2 separate regions of the Sus scrofa genome follow, and region 1 is linked to region 2. The links are chromatin contacts, called in public Hi-C maps. All regions are on one chromosome and are shown on one strand. Each heading gives the region's core, a stretch centred on a gene start, on an enhancer-like site or on the middle of the called end of the contact. The rest is flanking DNA. Distances are from core to core; before and after follow the strand shown. Region 1 overlaps LOC110256660 (a long non-coding RNA gene). Region 2 overlaps LOC106506013 (a long non-coding RNA gene).

Region 1 (5,752 bases), core at 2,672-5,171, 190 kb after region 2:
CTTAGCTCCATAAAGATGACAGAGAGCATAGGATGGTCTAAGTGAAGTGAGCAAGAGGCAACTTCAAGATTGGCTCTGTCCTTGAATGTCACCCCCAACCAGCAGAGCTCGTCAGCCTCAAGAACACTTTACACACACATTCACACCCATGCATTCTCACACACACACAAATGAGTTCCAGCATAACCAATTACCTAAAAGACAGCTAAAGATTAATGCCAAGAATTTGACACCAACCTAGCATTTAGCACACACACTCACTTTAAGATCAGTAGTCAGCCCAGAAGCCCTTTACAATACCTAACAGCTCAGCAAGTGGCTGCTCAGGAAAAAAATAGTATAATTATAACTAAATATCAGTAAATGTCAAGCCAGTAAATAGCACCTCATTCTTTAAGCCAAAAAATGATTTCTCTATCTCTTGCCACATCCAAACTGTTGGCAATTCTGCTTTTTCTACTCTTAGATCCCAAATCTGGCCATGTTTTACCGTCACTAATTCCTACCATCCTCATCCAAGCACCACCATTTCTTGCCTTCTGTCCTTGTAGCTTCTCTTGCCTTTTGAGAATCCAGACTTTCCACAAAAATCAAAGAAATTGTTTTAAATGCAAGTCAGAACACCTCATCCAGTGCTGAATTTCCTCCGGGTTTTCCCATTAGGGAGAGGAATTGCCCAGCTCCTGAGATTTCCAAAGTCACATCCTAGACATCTCCCCCAGACTTTGGCTCCTTCATGGGAACTGCGCTTGTACTTTTAGGTCCTTTGCACATTCTGCCCTCTGTGCCTGAACACGTGATTCCAGAATTTCCGGGGGCTACCTTCTTGATATTATCTAGGTGTCATTTGAAATGCCACTTCCCTATACCCTTCTTTGCTGACCACTCATGGAAGTGTTCACCCTTCTCAGTTATTATCACATCACTGTTTCACTGGCTTTGTAGCTCTTCCTGTGATGTAATGCATCTTGGTCATTTCTTTGTCAGCTTGCCTTTATCTGCCTCCTCCAGTCTAGAATACAAGTGCCTTGAGGGCAGAAATTGTCATTGACCACTGATTCTTCCACACCTAGGAGAACACTGACAATTTTTTTTTCCAATAAGCATGTGTCAAGGGCTCACTCTGAACAAGTCTGACAGTAAGCTCTTTATATAGCTTATCTTATTTGATATTCCCCACCATTTTGGAGGTGGATTCATCTAGTATCTCCACTTTCATAGAAGGAAGCTAAGACAGAGATAGGAGAAGGAGCTTGCCTCCTCAGATAGTCAGCAGATAATGGTACCTGTATTTTAAAAAGTCAAATCTATTGAGACATAATATATCTACAGTAAATGTTCCCATTGCAAATGTAGAGAGTGAATTCTGATAAATGAATGGCCCTGTGTAACCACTACCACAAGGAAGACATACAACACCGCTATCACCCCAAAGTTTCCCCTGTGCCTTTTCTAAGCTTACCCTCCACTAAGTCTGGCCCCCAGTCATCAATGTTCTGATTTCTATCATGAAAGATTAGGTAGGGCCAGCACTTCCTAGTGGCATCTATATTTTAACCCTCATTAGAAGCCACACTCCACTCCTTTTTTGGCCCTCAAGGTGTTTCTGAAGTTAATGCCTTCTTTGATGCATGACCAGATGACATGCAGTAGTTTAGGCCAGATTGCTGTATGTTCCAAAAATTTTGTAACAAAAGATAATTGTACCAACACCAATATGATGAATAACAATTAATATAAGTCAATACATAGCCATTTTTAAAGTAAAAAGAAATACTCAAAAACTCACAAATGAGGTTCAAGTTCCAGTTTAGGCTCTTACTAGTTTGGTGGCCATAAATTAGTTTTCACACACCACACCCTAGTTTCTATTATATGCATAAAAATAGAGCTCCTCAGATCACAATTGCAGAGACAGTGCAAAGATTACGAGATCACGTAATTTTAACACAAAGCATGGGTACCCGCACCTCACAGGGCATTAATAACCACAGTGTTCATTACTATTTCTATTCCATAAGCCAGGCCACACTGCCTTCAATTCTCAGTAGTGTTTGTCTTTTCAAAGTATCACAACTGCCTATTGAGACCCAGTCAACTCTATGAAATAGGTAGAGAAAGAATTACTCAGGTTGTTCAGATGGAGAAACCAAAGCAAAGGACAATCAATGTGACCAAAGTGACGTGCAGAGCAGCAAACAGAGCTGTTGGCAGGGTCAAGAACTCAGATATTTTTCCAAAGAGTCTCAAAGTAATTCACATGTATTAATCATTGCCACACTATTTTTGCTAAATTGGCAGGAGGAGACTGCCTTTATTGCATTTGGTTAGTGGGGACTCTAAAGCATGAGGATGCTTAGTGATTTACACAATTTTACTTTTAATGGCCACGCCTATGGCATATGTAAGTTCCCTGCCTAGGGGTCAAATCAGAACTGGAGCTGCTGGCCTATGCTATAGCCGTGGCAACCCCATAACCAAGCCACATCTGCAAACTGCATTGCAGCTTGCAACACTGGATCCTTAATCTACTGAGAAAGGCCAGGGATCAAACCCCAATCCTCACAATGTCAGGTCCTTAACCCACTGAGTCACAGCGGGAACTCCTACATAAACTATTAATGTTAAAACAATGACAGAAAAAATAATAATAATGACATGGAGTTCCCGGTGTGACACGGCAGAAATGAATCCAACTAGTATCCATGAGGATGTGGGTTTAATCCCTGACCTTGCTCAGTGGGTTAAGGATCTGGCAGAGCTGTGAGCTGTTATGTAGGTGACAGATTTCAGCTCAGATCCTGCATTGCTGTGACTGTGGTGTAGGCCTGCAGCTATAGCTCTTATTTGACCTCTAGCCTGGGAATTTCCAAGGGTGAGGCCCTAAAAAGGAAAAAAAAAAAAAGACAGCAAAGATGAAAATTTCAGCCTGTGGGTTTACCGTTTTCTTAGTAATGAGCTTGTCTACCCCACCAACTTTTAAACTGGAGCTTTACCAAAATGAATTACTAATCAGCACATTCAAGAAAAATGAAGAGAATGAGAGACAGAAGGGAAATAGAAAAAAATTCTTAAGAAATTTGATGGAATAAACACTGAAAATGGTTAGAAGTTGTGAATATGGCCCATATGTTCTTCTGGAGCCAGAAATTACCCAGACAAATAGGTGGGAATATATGCCTGCTAGACAGACAATGTACCAGAAATATCCATTTAGAGATGTAGTAATCAATGTGTGATCAAGAAATGTGTCTTTGGGATCATGGAGAAAATGCTATTCCAGTGATGCTTCCGAAATTTCAAAATTCTTGGTCTGTGGCTGCATCAAATGAGTTATTGGCTTCAACCAGAACAGAGGAGACAGACTTGCAATGCAGAAAAAACTTGACTCCCTTTTAGCTAGTTCCTTGCAAAAGAATGTTGTGATAGTTCGTGAAGAAGCACTTTCTAAAATAAGAATATCTGTTTTCGGTACAGAACAAATCTTAATATTGCAATGTTTAAAAGCAGTAATTTCCAGCAGCGTTTCAAAATTAATAGAGTATGATGTTCCAGAAGTTCTGTGCCCTTTTCTGAAGACGCAGAGTGGGGAGGAGGGTTTTGCTGCTACTAAGTCACGAGCTACAGAAGACTTGCCTCTTGAATACTTGCTGGTGCTGACTTAATTCTACTCCCTATGTGGTAACCTACTTTTCTTGCCCTTTAAGACATAGCTGGGTGGAGGCTATACCTTCACCTTTTTGATGGAGATGCACGTCTTCATTCTTGAAGAGAGAGATAGTTTGAGTATTTTAAGGGAGAACTTTCCAGGAGGGCTTAATGAATACCACAGATACTCACATGTCAAAACACTTTTAAGAACAGTCCTGCCTAGAGGCTTCATGACAACTCTTAGTGGGAGGTGCTTGAATTATGCTGGAATTCAGAGCATGAGATGATGCAGTGTAGTATTTTCCCTCTTCAGCTCATTCTCATGTCCAACTCTTAAGTAATAAAAGGAGCACAAAAACATTCCATGTTTTCACATGTTTGGAATGTGTGTGGGGTGTGTGTGTGTGTGCGGGTGTGTTTAGGGTTAGAGAGAGAATGGCTTCACTCCTTACTGAAGTGACCTTCTCAAAGTTTGAGCTCCACAGTTCAATTTTAACAGTGGATCTAGGAGAGAATAAATAGCTGAGGAAAGACAGACATTCAGCAATACTTTGAAATCAGCAGAAGATATCATCAATGTCTTTTTCTGGGTCCACAGCTACCGTTCTCCTCCAAGATGTGACTTTGTGATTCTCTTGATGTTCAGTTTCCCCATCCTAACCATCCCACCCTACCACCACACTCACAGTGTTGTGTTCCACCCAAGATGCAAAGGCCTGAACTTTCCTGAGCTCCTGTCCAAATATTGAACTAGACCCTTTCCCCTCAAGGTTCATGGCCATGTGATTGTGAATCCATCTACTGTGACTTGCATACCATCTTTTCAGGTGTGACTTAGTGCTGATCATTGAAAATAGAATGTTCACAAAGAGTTTTGTGCTTTCCTAAAAGAACTGGAAGATATAAAACTACTGGGCTCACCATCCTGCAATGCAACCATCTCCACGAGTGGAACAGCAGCTGCCCCCTTTCAATGGGAGGATACGCTACCCTTCCTCAGGCTCCCAGGGGACACCCTCCTTTTTTTTAGTGTTTACTGTGGAGTGGGAGACAGGGTAACAGAATGGGTTGTTCCCCATCCAGAAACACAGAGGGGACTTGAGAGGCCTGGGAGAGGAACTTCTGTGTCCAGATGTGTCATTGTTGGTGATACACTTATAGACACAACTATTCCATGCAGATTTAGGGGAAATCTTTGTTTTGACAGTTTGCCTTAAAGCAAAAGCCACAACAACAAAAGGAAGGAAGCCTAGACCTAAATTACCTACAGCCCCATCACCTCAACAAATCAGTATTGTCTTTGAATGTGTTACCTGGCAATCTTGTGCATGGGCACATTTGGTGACTGGCTATTTTCAGTAATGGTGTGGAACAAACTGCATTATTACTCATGTTCCCTTCACATTGTACTAGGAATGACTTACTTTTCTGCCCTTTTTTTCTTATCTTCCTCCAGTACCCGAGGTAATTCTGCAAACATATAATAACAGCAATAAACATAGATATAGGAGCATTTTGTTAGGGAAAATGGGGACTATGTTGTGAACATTACTCTGCAATGTGCTTTTCTCATTTAACAATATGCCATAGATACAGGGAAGGTTCAGGCCACTTCGAAAAAATCAAAACTAAAACTACAATGAGGTATCACATCACATGGGTCAGAATGGTCATTATCAAAAAGTCTACAAATAATAAATGCTGGAGAGAGTGTGATAAAAAGGAAACTTCCTCCACTATTGGTGGGAATGTAAATTGGTACAGCCACTATGAAGAACAGTATGGAGGTTCCTTACGGATAACTTAAAAATAGAACCCTCATATGATTCTACAATCCCACTCCTGGGCATATGCCCAGAAAAAAAAATAATTTGAAAAGATGCATGCACCCCAATGTTCACTGCAGCACTATTTACAATAGCCATGACACAGAAGCAACCTATATGTCCATCAACAGACAAATAAATAAAGGAAATGTGGTACAATATATGGAATATTACTCAGCCATAAAAATGAATAAACTAATGCGATTTGCAGCAACATAGATGGACCTAGAGATTATCACACTAGGTGAAATTAGTCAAAGAAAGACAAATATAAT
Region 2 (5,452 bases), core at 2,704-5,203:
AAGGAAACTTTATATCATTTATAAATGGAAAATCAGTATAGTCAGCTATAAATGGAAGGTAATTACAAAAATAAATAAAATGAGGCTAAGTCATTGAGCTCTTGCTTGATATTATTATTACCTTCTAAGCCTCTGTGCCTCAGCCTCCAGCTTTCCGAAAAAATAAGCAGTAGTCCTATTACTACCAAGTGGGAATGCTCTTTTGGCCACATTGGTAAAATTGAAACTAAAACTCAAAGAGAATATGTTTCTTGGTTAGGTTTGACTTAAAATCATCCTGTACTTTTCTTAAAATGAGGTAGAAATCTCTGAATTATATGATTGCTGCCTTCACTAGGGTGAAAAAAAAATCCAACTGCTTCACAGAAGCTCAGTTATTTCTGGTACTGTGATTAGAGAGATTTTTTTTTCCTGTGGGTGTGCATTCTCTGATGGCTTACAGGAAACCCAGCAGTGATATCCTGGGGCCGTTTATTAGAGTGCCCTTCAACATAGCCTAATGGCATAGTGACCAGTGACTGTATACCAGTGATGCCTGAAAGCATGTAGACCAGTGCCATGGGAGGCAGCACGCTGTGGACATTGGAACCCTCACACTGGCTCAGCTGGCCATCTTGGACTCCTGGCTCAGCCCCTTAGTTGTGTTGTGACCTTTGTTGAGTTACTGTAGGAGGTCCTTTGTGGTACAGCAGGTTAAAGATCTGGCATTGTCACCACAGCAGCTCAGGTGTGTGCTCTTGTGTGGGTTTGATCTCTGGCTGGAGAAATTCCAAATGCCAATGGTTTGGCAAATAAATAAATAAATAAATAAATAAATAAATAAATAAAGTGCATCATTCATGTAAAGCACCTGGCAGGTAGTAAGAGCCTGTTAAGCCTTGGAATTTATTGCTGGGACCAGGAAAGTTAGTCCCAGGAGCTGCTTTTTGACCATCTTGACATGTAATGATAGGAGTGGAGAGAGAAACATGACATTCCAAAGTCTTTTCAAAATCCTCCAGCCCAACACCATCAGGAACACATCTGTTGTTGAACACGTTGGGTTTATTACTTCTTTAGGGCAGGAGAACACACTCCATGGACAAGTGTGGGGCATCGCACTAAGAAGCTGTTAGAAAGATTAGAAAAGACTAGAAAATATTGGCCTTGTGTTAGGTGATTTTGAAAAGAGCTTAAGAGAGTGGTCTTTAAATTGGAGGTTATCAGAAAGTGAGGTTAATAATTCTATGATTCAGTATCTTAAAGCTAATTTAGGTAGGTGGGAAACATTTGATCATTTTTGTGGTTTGGACAATGTTTATGTTTTGTCTGTATTCAGGCATGATTGCAGAATGGTCCTATTTTTAACTTGATCCATCACATTCACAGAGTGGCCTTACTTGATGTCAATGTTTTATGAAATTTTTAAGTTCAACAAGAGGAGACCAAGGCTTGCCTGAAGGTGATTTCAGTCCACTTTCCTACCTTAGGAGGTTGCTTTTCTCTTTCCCAGGCTTCCTAGGAAGGGCTCTCCAGGAGCAAGAGTTAACAGAAAAAGGAGGGAGGTCAATCTGACCTCCACAGATCTTTGTTTTTCTCAGTTTTGAAGGTTTACATTTAGTATAGATTCTATTGTTTCTGGATCTGAAAAATAAGGCTATCATTAATGAGAACTTAAAAGTTATTTCTTTTTAATTTGCTCCTAAACTTGTTTTAGAAAACTGGAGGTATTGAAATATATCTTGAGACCTTCAACCCAGTAGTCCAATAATCTTTCAAAGAGGAAAAAAAATAAGAAATTTAAGAAAAAATCTTCTTTTCTTGAAAAAACTGTCTCAAGCTGCCAGTTCTTGTGGTGTGAGCTGAGGTGGTGCACCTAGATCAGAACCAGCTCATTCCACTGACCCAGGGAACAGCAGTCGCTAGGTCTCTCTTCCCTCCTTAATGCAAAATGAACACAGTTGGCAGGCTTCTCTCTCAATTAGAGTGGTTTGGGTTGCACAAAAGAGTCTCAGGCTAGCTCCAGTAAAGAAAGAATTTGTTGGAAAGGTACCCCTATTCCAACAATGGAGATAGAATCCTTTGGAAATCAAGCACAGGATGTCTAATGGGCCAGGCCTTGGGAAACTGGAGCTTGAGGACAGCTGTGGACTCTACAGGCTCCAGGGATCTGATGGTCACAGTCTGTGGATCTTTCACAGCAATTCTGACATTGTTGGCTTCCAGCCAAATCTCTCCATATTCTGAGTTCAAATTCCTGAGAAAAATAATTTGATTGAGTTCCTTTGATTCTTAGTACTGGGTCACACCATGGACCACTGAGAAGGCTATTGATTGACTGTAGACCAATCATTGATAGTGCCTGTACAAAGACCAATTTAGAGCTACTTTCTTCATCCGTCAAGAAAGCAGCCTTTATGCTTACTTCTGGGTATGGCAGTTTTAGCAGAGAGGAAGGAGGCATGGCAGGCACTTTGACTGATACATCTAGTGCCATTCAGCCCTGGAGTGACATGCACATGTCCTACATTTATGATGCCAAGCATGTCCCTGCCTGATACTATCTAAATATTGTGCGTCAATTATGGACCTACCTATGGCCTCCCAATAGCATTGCAATCCAAAGTCCCATCTGCTTCCAGAGCTACCAAAGTTACAGGCTGGTCTCAAAAGCCACAACCTCCTAATAATGTTCATATCTCCCTTAGCCCCATTTTGGTCCTATTCAGACGTCACTCTAACACACACACACACACACACACACACACACACACACACACACACACACAAGCAGGCAGTGGTGTAAGGTGGTGTAAGTAAGGAGTGTTCCTCAAAGACCTCGCTGCTGCAAACATCCACATCCAGCCCCAAGGATGCACTGATTCTCTTTACACCCTTACTAGCAGTCTCATCCCCATCTTCCTTTAATGAACATTACTTAGATTTTAGCTTGAGATCATTGGTAACTCTAGGTAAGGAGTAGAGATGGTCCCCAATGTAGACAGTCTGAATATAGTTATTGAATAATATTTTGAGTGCAGTTGCTCTTTGCACTTGCTGGTATGACTTCACCTTCTTAAAGTCTCTCATAGAAAGAACCATGCTCGCCTTTGTTATCTGAGGTTGTTTTCTTCTGCTATAGTTTCTCCATTGACTCAATCCTATCTGTGTTTGATTTTCCTGAGATTTCTCAAAATTCCTGATCCATCCCCTCATGCTTTATAGCGCTGTTTCAATTGTATCCTTTTTGGCTCAAAGATCTTCTCCATTATTTCTAAGGTGAAGTCTTAGCTCCTAGTTCCCAAATGTGAACCAGAAAACTCACAGGTGTATTTACTGTTCCAAAATGTGTGGATTAAATAGGAACTGTAACTGCAACTGTTTCACATTATATGTAATAGGAGAGGAAAAAATAGAGCTCTAAGTTAGTAATTTACTCTTCTTTAAAAAAAAAGTAGTTGGTAATTATCAATCTTAAGACACTTTAACAGCTAGCAAGGAAGAAAAATCTAAAGTATGGGTGAAGGTCTGGAGTGAGGCTGCCTTCAAGATGCCCTCTTCAAACCTTGGCACCACCTCTTAAGTGATTGTTGGCAAGTTACTTAATCTCTTTTTAAGCCTTGGCTTCTCACCTATAAAGGAAGAATCATGAGGTCCTTCATGTGTTATGAAAATTAAATTGATTGATGTTTCTAAAGTGCTTAGAAAAATGCCCATAATGTAGCAGACACGCAGTAAATATTTGTTGAGTAAGCAAATGAAGATAGGAGTGAAGGCTGAATAAAAAACACCCCAAAACAGAAATAAGTTATTCCCTAGCTGGTATCACAGCTGAGTCTTCTTCTAAAGCCAGCTGCTTGTAAATGGTGGGGTAAATAATAAAGCAGTAAAAAATGTTATTGGTATGAGCTCAGTGCTTCATCATATCATGTGAAAGAATTTCATAGATCAGTGGGAACACTGTATGATTGGCTGTGATGATAAGTCTAAAAATGTTGGTGGTTTTATCACCCTGAATAGTGTAAGAGTCACCTCTGAGGATAGCTAAATAGTTAAGATTTTTGGCTTTGGAGTCAAAGCTTGGTTTTGAGTCACTCTTCCTATTATGAGATGCATTATGTTCCCCAATATCCACATGTTAACATCCTAACCCCTAGTACTTCAGAATGTAACTGGATTTCAAGATAAAGTCTTTAAGCAGAATTGTGGTTGCCAAGCGGGGAGGGAGAGAGTGGGATGGACTGGGAGTTTTGGATTAGTAGACACAAACTATTACATGAATGGATGGAATGGATAGAATGGATAAGCAATGAGGTCCTGCTACATAGCACAGGAAACTATATCCAATCATTTGGGATAAAACATGGTAGAAGAGAGTATGAAGAAAAGAATCTATCTATCTATCTATCTATCTATCTATCTATAAAACTGGGTCACTTTCGTGTAGAGCAGAAATTGACAGAACATTGTAAATCAACTATAATAAAAATTTTTAAAAATAAAATTGAGCTGTTAAAGAAAAGAGAAGGTCTTTAAAGAGGTGATTAAATTAAAATGTAGCTAATGTGAGGAGTGCTACTCCAGCTTTCTTTTGATTTCCATTTGCATGTAATGTCTTCTTCTATCCTCTCACCTTCATTCTTGAGTGTCCATAGATCTGAAGTAGGTCTCTTGTTGACAGTATATATATGGGCCTTGTTTTTGTATCCATTCAGCCAGCCTGTGTTTTTCAGTTGGTTGGAGCATTTAATCCATTTACACTCAAGGTAATTACTGATATATATGTTCATATTGCCATTTTTGAATTGTTTTGGATTTGTTGATGTTAGACTTCTTTCTTCCCCTCCTCTTTTGTTCTCTTCTCTTGTGATTTGATGACTATCTTTAGTGTTGTGGTTGGATTTCTTTTTCTTTTTTAAATGTGTGTGTCTGTTGTTCTCTTTTAGTTAGTCATTCCCATGAGGTTTCGATATAGCATTCTGTATATATGCAAGATGCTTTCAAGTTGCTGTTTCCTTAATTTCAAATACATTTTCAATATCCTACTTTTCCTTTCTCACAATAGCTAGTTTTGATATCATTTCTCCACAGAAGACAGAGTAGCCAAAAAGCACATCAAAAGATGATGAACATCACTAATCATTAGAGAAATGCAAATCAAATCTATAATAAGGTATCACCTCACACCAGTCAGAATGACCATCATCAAAAAGTCTACAAACAATAAGTGCTGGAGAGGGTGCAGAGAAAAGGGCATACTCTTACACTGTTGGTGGGAATGTAAGCTGGTATAACCACTCTGGAGAACATTATGGAGGTTCCTTAAAAACCTAAATATAGAACTACTGTATAATCCAGCAATCCCACTGCTGGGTATATATCTGGAGAAAACCATAATTTGAAAAGATACTGGCACCCCAGTGTTCATTGCAGCAATATACGATAGCCAAGACATGGAAGCAACCTAAATGTC

The links. Hi-C and Micro-C count contacts between places; a contact is called where the count stands out from the background.
Region 1: a Hi-C map of embryonic fibroblasts shows a contact between it and region 2, with 2.1 times the contacts expected there. The contact joins two enhancer-like sites. A contact is called at or near these places in 1 of 47 Hi-C or Micro-C datasets (embryonic fibroblasts) and 1 of 2 datasets of contacts at active chromatin or transcription factors (skeletal muscle).

What each region holds. Positions count from the first base shown.
Region 1 is chr14:65,118,005-65,123,756 of Sscrofa11.1, forward strand. The region is part of intron 1 of LOC110256660 (a long non-coding RNA gene); the gene reads right to left. Among named protein-coding and RNA genes, the nearest start is that of C14H10orf107, 32 kb to the right of the region's middle. Within about 2 kb of position 3,922, at least 3 of the 83 cell types and tissues checked have an H3K27ac peak or open chromatin away from gene starts, as enhancers often do. A contact at or near this core is called in embryonic fibroblasts, where this site is marked.
Region 2 is chr14:64,926,443-64,931,894 of Sscrofa11.1, forward strand. All of the region lies in intron 4 of LOC106506013 (a long non-coding RNA gene), which reads left to right. Among named protein-coding and RNA genes, the nearest start is that of TMEM26, 3.7 kb to the left of the region's middle. Within about 2 kb of position 3,954, at least 3 of the 83 cell types and tissues checked have an H3K27ac peak or open chromatin away from gene starts, as enhancers often do. A contact at or near this core is called in embryonic fibroblasts, where this site is marked.